Linked DNA regions of Mus musculus: region 2 is linked to region 1. Evidence: chromatin contacts called from public Hi-C data. All regions are on one chromosome and are shown on one strand. Each heading gives the region's core, a stretch centred on a gene start, on an enhancer-like site or on the middle of the called end of the contact. The rest is flanking DNA. Distances are from core to core; before and after follow the strand shown. Region 1 overlaps Ptk2b (PTK2 protein tyrosine kinase 2 beta). Region 2 has its middle 22 kb from the start of 1700001G11Rik.

What was found. A called contact is a pair of places that touch in the nucleus more often than the background predicts.
Region 2: a contact with region 1 is called in a Hi-C map of cerebral cortex, with 4 times the contacts expected there. The contact joins two enhancer-like sites. A contact is called at or near these places in 1 of 15 datasets of contacts at CTCF or cohesin (large pre-B cells), 2 of 484 Hi-C or Micro-C datasets (bone marrow-derived macrophages and cerebral cortex), 2 of 115 datasets of contacts at active chromatin or transcription factors (CD8 T cells and the HPC-7 cell line) and 3 of 9 other capture datasets (adipose tissue, liver and pancreatic islet).

What each region holds. Positions count from the first base shown.
Region 1 is chr14:66,156,863-66,163,385 of GRCm38.p6, reverse strand. It overlaps Ptk2b (PTK2 protein tyrosine kinase 2 beta), which reads left to right. Exons shown (of 31, transcript NM_001162366.2): 24 at 236-361; 25 at 4,709-4,855; 26 at 4,967-5,002; 27 at 5,314-5,338; 28 at 6,279-6,325. Among named protein-coding and RNA genes, the nearest start is that of Gm52098, 18 kb to the left of the region's middle. Within about 2 kb of position 2,070, at least 13 of the 459 cell types and tissues checked have an H3K27ac peak or open chromatin away from gene starts, as enhancers often do. A contact at or near this core is called in cerebral cortex, where this site is marked.
Region 2 is chr14:66,316,413-66,322,411 of GRCm38.p6, reverse strand. No RefSeq gene overlaps it. Among named protein-coding and RNA genes, the nearest start is that of 1700001G11Rik, 22 kb to the right of the region's middle. Within about 2 kb of position 2,576, at least 88 of the 459 cell types and tissues checked have an H3K27ac peak or open chromatin away from gene starts, as enhancers often do. A contact at or near this core is called in cerebral cortex, where this site is marked.

The DNA.
Region 1 (6,523 bases), core at 821-3,320:
ACCCATGTGAAGAGCATTGTGTAGGAGGTGTGTCTGGCAGAGGAGAGGCCACGCTGTTCTGCCACACCTCTTCGGCAGGGAAATGATACAACCCATGTTTTATGTGCCACAGTAGAGCAAGTCTGCACCCCCATGGTGTGCTCTCGCCCTTTTTGTGTGCTCCTGTTTGTAGCAGCTAATTGTCATCCTCTCGCCTTGTCCCTGTGCCTTGTGCTTCTTTGCTTCTCATGAATAGGTCCCTGAGGGTCTGTGTGCCAGCTCTCCTACGCTTACCAGCCCTATGGAGTATCCATCTCCAGTTAACTCGCTACACACCCCACCTCTCCACCGGCACAATGTCTTCAAGCGCCACAGCATGCGGGTAAGAGGACTCTGCATGCTGGGTGTCAGCCTCACCACGGAGGCTGCTGGAGGGAGGTGGCCTGGGAAGTGCTCCGTGGTTCCGTGTGCCAGTCAGACTCCTGAGAACCTCTGTGGCCCTCTTCCCTTTGCAAACATATCAGCTGGACCGACCCGGTTTTTTTGTCCAGACTGGTGCTGTGGCCAAGGATGGCAGATTCTCTTCCTTTCCTGGGTCTCAGGAGTCAGGTACAATAGGCAGTGTAGAGGCTTGTGGACAGAGGGCCTGGGGTTGCTATGGAATAAGGGATGCTGGAGGTGCCTCCCTGTGCTGCCTTTCTGACTGGTGGCTTTGGTTGCTAAATCTATCCCTGGAGGAAAGACTTCCTCATGGTGGCTTTCCCTGCTGCTTTTGTGATTTGGGATTCTGGGTATGAAGAATAGAGACTGGTAAGAAAACAGGCTCATGAACCAGCTCACTGCAGCCTCTTTGTCTCCAGTGAAGCCCTGGAGGCTTCCTGGGCCAGAATGTCAGGTCTTCTGCGCTGAGCACTTGGCTTGTGAGCAGGTGTCCACCCCCAACATCAAGTTGCTGTAAGCACTTGATATATTTTACTAAGTTATGAAACAGACTGAAATACTCACCGTTTCCTCTCTTGCTCTATATGTATATACGTTTCAGCCTCAAGATCCATAACTCTAAAGCTTTTTGTGGGGAAAAAAAAATACATGTTCGTTAGAACACATTTGAGAAATGTAGGCAATTATTTGAATATGCTTCTGTGCTATTATTCTTAATTTAGCAAAAATTTGAAATGAGCATAATTTAGAATTCCAGGCAGCTGAGGTCTGTTATGAAGTCAAATTTCTTCAAACTCACTCTGTTTTTCTCTCTTACATTAATTTCACCAATTTCGGTCTTCATGTATGATTAACCATAATTAACCCACAGTTTTAAACATGTGCTCTAATTTAGGCAATGCTCACCACCACCCCTGCCCTGGACTCTTTATTCATAGTTATTAAGTTTTGGAGAGCTTTTTTAAAAAATTGCATTCGTTCTTTCAGAAAGAGGCTGCTTAGTGCCTGTGGGGGGCAGCACTGCCATTGTCTGGGCTGTGTTTCACTGCCAGGACTTTTTTCAGTTCCATAAAGACAGGCTGTGCAGGTCTTTTGTGGCAGGCGTTTAGAAGTGACTGTCATAAAGGAACTCTGAAAGAACATGAAGAGTTCTTCTTTAAATACATAAAAAAGAAAAAGTATAAACTCCATTTTATGGTGTACGTGAGACAGTCGCTTGCCAGTGCCATGCTCACGAGATAACAGCTTTCCCACGAAGCATCTGAAAGCATTTAACAAAAATTCGGAGATGGCAAAATCATTTCCTGTATAGTGTGGCTCCTCTGGGAGTCCGGTGGAACGTCGCACAAGGATGATGATAGTCATCCCCCCACCCCATATCCCAATTCCATAACGAGGTGCAGCAGGGTGCTGTCCTAGGTGCTGAAGGAGGAACCAGGAGGCTTTGCCTTCAGGGCACAGGTGCACACTCACCTGTATCACCTAGGGAAACGTTGGAAAGGGACAAAACTGGAATGTGGGAGATGTACAAAGAAGAGGCTGCTATAGGAGCCAAGACTAAGTGGCAGAAAGCTATAGGGTAAGGGGTGGGGCCACTGCTTTGCTATGAGGCAAGGGGGCGGGACTATGGTTTTGCTAGAACAAGGAAGGTTTTATGCGGAGGTGTAAATGAGGCAGGAAGGATGAGCGGCAGCAGTTACTGAAAACAACTCAGGAGCACCATTCTGTAACGCAAATCCCCGATTCCTTCCAAGAAGTGTGGGTGTCGGTTGCCTAGGGAGAATACCAGAATGTAAAGAAGTTCAAGGTTTAAACGTTATTATTGAAATTACTGGAGCTGGGACAATGGCTCCAAGGATGAGGCACTTGCTGTGCAAGCATGAAGACCAGAGTTTGGATCCTCCCACTCACCTAAACGCTGGGTCAGCATGCTGGTTCACCTGTAATTCCAGTTCCTAGGAACCGAGAATTCTGGGAGCGAGGTGGCCAGGTTGATTAATCCGTACCAGTGAGTTGTCAGTTCAGCTGAGGGAGATACCATGCTCCAAGGGCGTGAAAAACAGTTGAGGAAGATGCCTGTCTCAGCCTCCAGCTGCCACACACACATGCTCCCACAACACACACCAACACACATACATGCACGTGTGCACATACATACACAGATTAAGAATAAAGCAGAAAGCCTCTACCTTTATCCTTTAGTTTTATTATGTAATTAGAAGTCATCAGAACAAGCTTTCTAGCATTTGTTTGCTAATAAATATTTGCCAAGGTCAAGCCTGGGGTATACATCACGTATAACCTGTGGCAATCTCTTATGACAAAACTATATAGAAGATTTTGGAGTCCAGTAACTTGTCCTATCAGTATTTAATATTCCTCGGTCTCTATATTTTCTTTTATATTTCTGACCCTGAATTGAAAACTTTTGACACTTAGTTCTACCATTTATTAAAAGCCCAAGGTGACCATAGACCTGCATTGAGTTTAACTGGGGATATTTTTAACTTTAAAATGCTTACCTTCATTTTTTGGGACATTTGTGTCTTAGTCTGTTATTTTGCTTCTATAACAAAATACCTGTGGCTAAGTGCTTCACACAGAAAAGAGGTTTAGTGAGTTTAGTTTTTAGTGCTAAGAACATGGACAGGCACCCACTGGGCTCCACTGAAGACCTCCTGGCCCATCATACCATTGTAGATAGCATTGTGTTAGGGGCATAAATAACTCTTTATATTAGTCATTTAGCCCTATGAAAACAGAAACACGTGGTTTTTAAAACTGCTGTTCTTCCAGCATCCAGCTTTATGCCTACCACACAGTAGCTGCTTAACCAATAGTTGCTGAATGGATTGGATGAAGAATATTATAAGAAATAAACACCGAGACTTGAATCTATATTAATGATGGGCAGTGTACTCCAATTCAACTATTTTAAAGCTATAGTGTAATGATCAAGCCTGTTTTATGGAGCTTAGTGGGAAACTTTTCAGAGGCCTGGCAGAGACATGACTTGTTAAAAGTAGATATGACTTTTTTTTTAACATTTTCTTTGAGCACCCTATAAACTGGCACATAAAAGGGAAGGGACCATGTTGACTTGTTGTGTGCTTCTGTAATGGGATACCTGAGGCTGGGTGCTTTTTACTGGACAGAAGGTCATTACTTCCAGTTTGGGGGACTGAGAAGGCCACGATCAAGGGCCACCTCTAGCAAGGGCCTTCCTGCTGTTTCCTAACTTGGCAGAAGACACCATGTGGTTAAGGGAGAACACAGAATGACAACAGAGAGGCAAACTCTCCCTTCTTTCAGGAGTCCACATGTTTGTTAACTTGTTCATGAAGTCAGTGCCTCCATGACCTCCAAGTCACCCCACCTCTCAACACTGTTGCCCTGGAAGTCAAATTCCCGACACACAAATCTTAGGGGGCCACACTCAAGCCAAACAGGACTTCACAAGAGGACTCTGTCACTGACAAATGTTTCCCAATCAAGAAGATACACACAACTTTCTTCCTCCAGTCAACCCAAGGCAAGGTGATCCATCACAGTAGATGAAAGGCAAGGGTTTAGGGGGGACTGAGAAAATAATTTTGTAAATGCACCCTGGAAAGACTGAGGTAAATAGGAAAACACCAACACCCACTTAAGAAACAAAACTAAGAATAAAGTCCAAAGCCTCACTGGTATGTAAAGACCAGGGTTAGGGCTATCTAGGAGGAAGGAACCTTCTTCTTATGTCTGTAGAGTTAAGCTTCTGAGAGTTTAATTATTTGTCTCCTTTCTTAGCTCCTTCATTTCTTTTAACCTCCTTCTGTATCATTGAAGCTGTTCTCCTAACCAAGCATGCATGATCGATGGGCACAAATAATCCTGTACACCTGGAGCTCAGAGGTAGCCTCACTGTAGATGTTTCCAGATCTGTCACCATAGTGCGTAGGTGAAAACGAGTTCCAAAGGTTAGGAGCCAGCTTTGCATTTCTGAGCCTGATAAGTGTCAGCCGCCATCACAAATGCCAGCAGAGAAAAATGGGTAGATAGTTGAAAATATATCATTGGCAGACTGTGTGACAGTTTGAACCCAGTGCTCTGGGGTTTGGCATCTGGTTACAGCCAACCATGTGGTTGAGGCTGAGACCAGAGCTGTCTGCATTTGTGCCTCTGGCTTTAGAAATAGCCTAGAGAAGAGCAGCAGGTGATGCCAAGGTTTGGCTCCTTGGGGCTTTTCAGCTAATCCTCCCCAGTCCAGGCCTGAGGATGGGGCTCACTGCGGCTGTTGTCCTCACAGGAGGAGGACTTCATCCGGCCCAGTAGCCGAGAAGAGGCCCAGCAGCTCTGGGAGGCAGAGAAGATCAAGATGAAGCAGGTCCTAGAAAGACAGCAGAAGCAGATGGTGGAAGATTCCCAGTGGCTGAGGCGAGAGGAAAGATGCTTGGTGAGTGGCTCCCCTCTGTCCCTACTCACTAGAGTGGATGCTTACCATGTATATCATAGCCCATACTTCCTATTCTGGTCTCTGAGTCCTTTGCTTTGGTCTCCTCTACAGGACCCTATGGTTTATATGAATGACAAGTCCCCACTGGTAAGTCACAAAGAAAGGCCACTCAGAGCCACAGCCTGAAAGAGCCCTATTTACTCATGTGTTGGACCCCTGGCTGTGCCTGTCTCTGCCCTTTAGGCTCACCCCATGCATCTCCTCACCTGAAAGAAGATGGGAGTCATATTGTTAGTGCTGGCTTGGGCCTCTAGAAAGGTCACTTGGAGTCAGGAGCTCTCAGGTCTCCTTGTTCATGACTGCAGTGTGTCTAAACCAGAAGGGGATGGGCAAGAAGAGGAATAGGATGTTCTCTGGAGGCAGAGTAGTGACTCCTTTCTCCCTTCCTTTCCTTACAGACTCCAGAGAAGGAGGCCGGCTACAGTGAGTGCTTCCTTGGGACAGTTTCTGCCCGGGGTGTGTTGGGGGGTGTGATGCGATTGTAGCTCACAGTCCTGCAAGAAGCAGACGGTTGTCTTTGACTTTAAGAAGGAAAAAGTACCATCTGCCTTGTTTTATCCTGAATGTGTGTTTGGATTTTGGAAGGAGCCTCCCCTTTAGCTCTGCCCAGTGCTCCCCCCCCCCCCGACAACTCTCCATCTGCCGAGGTCCTTTCTACTCTTCAGGAGATGGCAACTTCACTTCTTAGACCTTCTTTCCTCTTTATCTTTCATCTTCATTTCTTAAGCGAACCTGGAACGCTCTCTCCGTTTCTGGTTTCTGAGCTCATGATCTCATTCTCCAGATAAGAACTAGGGCTGGGGGTGTAAGCATCTGCCTTGGATGAGCAAGCTCCTGTGTGGTGGTGAGATCAGAGGCAAGCTTGCTGGCTTGCATCTTGGTTCACTCTTACAGCAGCTCCACCCAGGCTCTCATGTACTATTGCTCATCAGAGTCGAGTCGATAGTATGAAAAATCATCTTCGGTTTTAAAGTTTACTCTCCCCGAAGCTGCCACTGTACCATGGTGGCTCTTGAAGACTGCCACCTGCAGACTGTGGCTTTCTTTCCCATGGATGCACAAAGCCAGTATTGCTGCTCCTCAGGAACTTGCCCATCTTAGAGGGCATGGAGTCCCCATACTTGCTGTGTTCATGCAGTCCTGCCTTGGCTCTTCTTTGAAAGCCTTGGACAGATCTTGTCTCTGGCTACTGGGAAAGCAGGAAGACCAAGATCCTATTTCCTTGGTCATCTTCCCAGAATTTGGGGGTTACACTCTTGGGGTCTCCTGATGGTCGAGATGGGACACTGGCTTGATTACAAGAAGGTAGAAAGAGAGACCAGGTACTGAGACCTTCACCCACTCCCTGTCCTTCCTATTACAGCGGAGTTCACAGGGCCCCCACAGAAACCACCTCGGCTCGGTGCACAGGTATGTATTGGGGTTATGACTGTCAAAAACTGTAGGCCTGACGTGTTCAGAGGCCCTCAGAGATAATCCAGTCCAATGCCATTATTGTAGAGATGAGCCCCAGAAAACACATGCATCCAGTTTCAGGTCAGGCTTCATCGCTAATTCACAACAAAATAGGAGACGGGCCAGTTTTTTTTTTCTCTTCTGGGTCTCTTC
Region 2 (5,999 bases), core at 1,327-3,826, 160 kb before region 1:
GCGTGAGCAAGAGAGAGAGAGGAGAGGGCAAGCAGCCCCTTTTATAGTGAGTCGGAACTCCTGACTGTTGCCAGGTAACTGGGGGGGGGGGGGGGGGCGGGGCCTAGAAGAAATGCAAACACCTGCTACTGTGGTTCATCGATCTTTCATTTTGAAAAAGAAAATTAAAGCAATTGATTATAGTATTTGTATACCTAGTGTGAGAATCCTTTAAAAGCTATTAACTTTTATGTATGGGAGTGTTTGCCTGGATGTATGTATATGCATTACACGTGTGCCTTGTACCCACTGAGACCAAAGAGGACGCTGGAGCTCCTGGAATGGGAGTTAAGAGAGAATTGTAAGCTACCCCATGTATGTGCTGCAAATCAGACCTGGGTTCTCGACAAGAACAGTAACAACTCTGAACCTCTAAGGCCCATCCTTCCAGTCACAAGTATTAATCTTTAATTAAAAATTTTTGCCTGGGGGCTGGAGAGACGGCTCAAGGGTAGCGAGCACTTCCTGCTCTTGCAGAGGATCTGAGTTTGGTTCTCAGCGCCATCATGGTAGCTCACAAACACCTGTTCCAGGGGATCTGCATGCCACACGCACTGCATGTACATGGTACTTAGATAATGTATGCAGGCAAAACAAAATGCATTCAGATAAAATAAAAATAACAAAAAGTAAATATTTTTTTTAGAAAAATAAGATTCTGTTTAATCTCTTGGGCAGGGTGTCAAACTGTTACCCAGGCTGGCAATGCTCCCACCTCAGTGTCCTGAGCATTAGGATCGCTGACATGAGTCACTACAGCTGGCTTCATTTTGAAAACTCTAAAAAAAAATGTAAAAAAAATAAAAATAAAAATTCTATTGGTTGGCATATTTTATTTTGTGACCTTGTATTTACTTGGCTTTCAGTCTTGGCATATGGATTTATTTCTTCTATTTTTCCATATATTGGAGACTATGTTTTTAAAATAAAAATCCAAAGGGGACTTGCTTTTGCGTGCGTGTGTGTGTGTGTGTGTGTGTGTGTGTGTATGCGCGTGCGTGCGTGTGCCCTGCTCTTTTTTGTTTGCTGTTGTTTTGAGATGGGTGTCTGTTCTGTACCACAAGCTGGCCCTTGAATTCAAGATCCTCCTTCAGCCTCCTGAACACTGGGATGATGGGCAAGCAAACAACACCCAGTTTCCTGGTGTCCCGTTACTCTCTGAAAATAACCTCTCAAGAGTCGGGGGGGGGGGGGGAAGGTTCAGTAGATAGATGCCTCTGCACTCAGGCCTGATGATCTGTTTGAACTAACTCCTGGGAGTTGTCCTCTGACTTTCACGTGTGCTGTGGCAAGCACACATGTGCGCACACACAAGCAGTTCATAAATGAAGTGACTTAGAATTCTAGGAGATTCAGAGCCTTGGCATTCCTTCTTGCTGCCCTGCTCATTGCCCTCTGGTAGAGCAAGCAGGCTGCTCCACATTCATTTCGTTTCTGTCATTCCTCAGTATGCATTTTTTGTTGTTGTTGTTGTTGTGATCCTTTCGCAGTGTTCTTCTAGACGTTGGTGTTCTGTGACCTATAATTCAAATTCCGTGCTGGTCTGTCCGGGGTGATAAGCGACTTCATCATTATCGCTCATTGTGGGTTTTAAATTAGATTTCCATTTTCTGCTCTCCATTTTCTCCTGTATTTGTTTCTTTTCCTCTCTTGCGCCATGGTACTGGAGCTGCCTTCCATGTTTCTTCCTCAGTTTCCCCTAGTCTTCTATCTGTTGGGAGGTCTCTTCTCTGGGTGTCAGGGCTGTAGGGCTTCTCTGTCTCTTGGCCTGATCTCACTGACTTCCTCTTCTCCCTCTGGTCCTGCTTATCCAGGACACCAAAGCTGCTTCAGGGTGCTTCTGGGCCTTCTAAAGAGACGCCGAGGCCTCCCTTATCCGAGGCTTTGCTTTGCTTTAGCTACTAGCAGTAAGGCATCTTGAGAGAGGTGGGGACTAGAACATTAAACAGCTTATATTGTCTTGTCTTACCTTGTTAGTTTTTAAGGAAGGGTAGCCTGTACCAATGACTAGGCTCTGGGGTGGCAGTCAGTATTGACTCACTCCCCATGCTACGGTTTCTTGTGGGGACATTGTTTATGCTCCACCCCCTCCGTGCTGCCACAGACTGAGAACTGGGGGTGTACAGATTCAAATGCACCCCTACAAAAGGGGTGAGGCGGAGCCCAGCTCCCCATCGCTGACTCTTCCCTATGTACCTTCATGTTCCTCTGGGTCCCCATTGTTCCCAGACTGTCTGTTCTTCAAACTGAATTATGCAAATACCAGCTAGCCCAGTATCCATGGAAACCACATCTCCTGCATTCCTCAGCCCGTTTTCCTGGCAGAAGAGACCCATCCAAGTGACAACCACAAACAAGGACAAATGGCAGGAAGGTTTCCCCGAGAGCCCTGGGCTATTGGTTTCTGTCAGTATGGACCCATCTTCTCAGCCCTTCTGTGTGGCTGGGGGGGGGGGGGGGGAGAGGGAGGGAGTGGCCTGGCACAGCAGAGAAGGCTTTCTCTTCTTGAAACCTGGAGACTCTGTGATCCCAGTATCTCTCTCATCACTGACAATGCTCTTTGTCCAATCACTGTGCAGACAGCCCCCTCAGTGGGCAGGAGGCAGCATCTGGTGTTATCACTCAGCTCACGTGTACTCATGAGCCACTGCAGAAATAACAGCACAATTTTATCCTGTGATCCACTAATTTTATGCACAGATCCTCAAGCTCTGCTCCTCTCTATTCCTTTGCTGTGTCTGAAGCAATATACACGCTCATTTCCCTCTGGGATCAAACGGGGGAGGGGGGAAGCCTCCAGTCAGTGAGTGAGTGCCACACCCTGCTTCTTGAATCAGTGGTCCTTTACACTGCAAAGACAGATTCTTGCTGGTGACAGCTACGGTTTTCAAGGCACTAGCACTAGAAGTTACTTGGTAAAGAAAACGGCATAACTGTCCAAGTTTGCCTGACATTGTGGCTGCAGCTCAGTGACAGAATGGTAAACTCAACTGTTTTATGTGCACCAAACTCTAGTGCTGTACACGTTTGCTCACCTTCAATCTCATAGCCAGGGGCTGGGGAGACTTCCTGGTTGGGAAAATTCTTGCCACACAAGCCTGAAGACCAGCATCAATCTCTGGCACACAGGTAAAAAGCAAAGCTTGGTGGTGAGTGCCTAATCTCAGAGCCAGGAAGGGAGAGACAGCAGGTCCTTAGGGCTCACTGGCCAGTTGGTAACCAATAAGTCTCAGGCCCCAGTGAGACTCTGTCCCCAAAATCAAGATGGAGAGCCTCTGAGGAATGGACCTCACGCGCATATGCATGCCACATGCACACACCACCTCACAATTGCCATACATGCTGGTGTGTGTGTGTGTGTGTGTGTAGGAAAGCTCCTCACCCCCCTCTCTGTTTTTACTTGAAACTAAGGAAAAAAGAAACCATTCTCTTAAGGTCTGACAGCAGCTGAGGCAGAATCTGAACCCAGGCTGTCCGACCCAATTCCCTATCCTAGTCTCCGGGCTACCAGACTCCTTTGTGAAGACTGGAATTGAAACACATTTCGTAAGGTCTTGGGTTTAAAAGGCTTTAGCGTTTTCTTTTTCTTTTAAAACTCTAAGACACAATGTTTAAGCAAAAAGTGTGGCATCTACCAAGTGAGTGTTGCATGCAACCATACAGGACACGCCTTCCCTACAGTGAAGGAACATCTTCACTTATTTTAACAGTATTCTTCATTTTGAGCTTCCTGCTCCCAGTCAGGTTGGTTAGATACAGGGCAGGACAGTCTGCTTTTAAGTTATGGTGCATGTTATGTGCATACAGAAGTCACTCATCAATAGAGTACGCACCACGGACAAAGCCTCTCAGAAGACTGAGAAGAAAACTGATACTATGGCCCGCCTGGGAGGGTCAGTGTGCAGTGAGACTCTTCTAGCACATTCTGTACCTTTGGAGTTACAATCATGTGAACATAATCTAATCGCACACACACACACATTTGAGAGGCTTGTGGGTTCATAGGCTGCATGCCTGCATGTTTAGTTCTGGACCCTTATTTTTATTACAACCTGATGGCTTCCCTGGTTCCTGAAATGTTGTGAACTTTCTTGTGACAGTAGGGCTTCCATGTGGGGCTCCGTCCCCACAAGGCATCGACTCTCACCACTGCACTATATCCACGATGCTCTCTTTACTTGGAGATGATCCCACGATTATGATCCTCCTGCCTCAGCTTCAAGTAACTGCAATTACAGACCTACACTCCCAGACCATAAATATATGTCCTTGTTAAACTGCAGGGAGACTTTTTTTTTTTTTTTTTTTTTTTTTGGTGTGCTTCTGACCATGTAGTTCTCAATCTCTCTCTTGTTTCTGGGATTCGTTACTGAGAAACCATGATTTCAAAATATAGCATCTGCCACCTTCTGAAGAATTAACTGGCATGTAAGAAACCTGTACAGGGCTTAAGATAGAGCACTTGGCATTTTTACTCTAAACCACCTCAATGAATTCTCTAAGTGCTCAGGGTAGATACTGTTATCCTCAGTCCCTTATGAGAAATGCTGCAAAGACCTGGTAGCTTGCCCACCACAAGGCTGGCACCTGGACCCAGGCTTCGGGGCTCTACATTCTGTGTGCTGCTCTCCTTCCCCAAATGAAGGCAATGTTTTTGCCTGCCTGCTTTTTTAAAAGACAGGGTTTCATGATACAGTCCTGGCTGGCCTTGAACTTCCAGATCTACCTGCCTCTGCCTCCTGAGTACTAGGTTCAAAGGTGTGAACTACCACAACAGGTTTGATGTCTGCTCTATGGCACTTTCAAGGACGTAGTTGCCAGCCCATGGTGCATGACTCCAACTAGACAAGTCATAATTTGCTTAGTAATGGGGTCATAACCTAAGATATATCCTTAAGTGATGTTTTTGTGCACTATATACAAAATGAGATGCCATCTACTATACCCCTAGATGCTGCAACAGATGGCTTATTCCTTGTCCACACACTTGCCACTGTACCACTCCTGCAAGCATCTGTGTGGCTAAGCATTGAAAGGCATAGGGAGAAAACCATACCGTAAAACTTGTCAGTCAGTCCTGGGCTGGAGAGGCGGTCCATCTGGTAAAGAGGTTGATGTGGAAGCACAAGAACCTGAGCTTGACCCCCAGAGCCCACATAAAAAGCTGCTCAGAAAAAGTAGGTGGATCTCAGGGGCTCATTATCCAGCCAGCACAGCCAACCTGGTGAGTTTCAGGCCAGTGAGAGGGCCTGTCTCGAGAAACAGTGGATAGTTCCTAAGGAATGATACCCAAGATACACCTCTAGACACACACACACACACACACACACACACACACACACACACACACACACACATTTGTATTCCACTTATAATCTCCCAGGATCTTTACATGTGGCCCATCTTTGACAGAAACATCCTTATGTGGTGGTGGAATGGCCATTTCCCAAAGGTTGAAACAGTCTCTTCTAGAAAGTGTAGGGATTCTTATAAAACCCTCTAATCTCACAGAAACTTTGCAAGAGGGGTAGGTGAGACAGCTCAGGGGTACTGGCACTTGCTGCCAAACCTGATTTTGATTCCCAGGACCTACACGGTGAGGAGAAACAAAGGCTCTACAAATTGTCCTCTGTCACGGTGCTGTGGCACCTGCCCACCATGGAAATAAATACAACTTTTAAAAAGTAAACAAACAAAACCTTTCAAGACCCAAGTTCAAGAACCAAGGTAATGTAAGTGGTACACAATTGCTAGGGAAGAGATTCTTTGGTGGAGCTGCCAATGAGCTGTGCAGGAGGTTTCCGCAATGCAGCTTTTGAGCTGTATATCCACAATGGGGCGGGCTTTAAAGGTGACACAGCTGCCATGAAACGACTCATGTACCTAAAGTAATCCCCCAAAAGTTACCGGTCCAGCAGGTATGATCATATCTGTGGATGGATGGACTGTGTGTCTCCCCA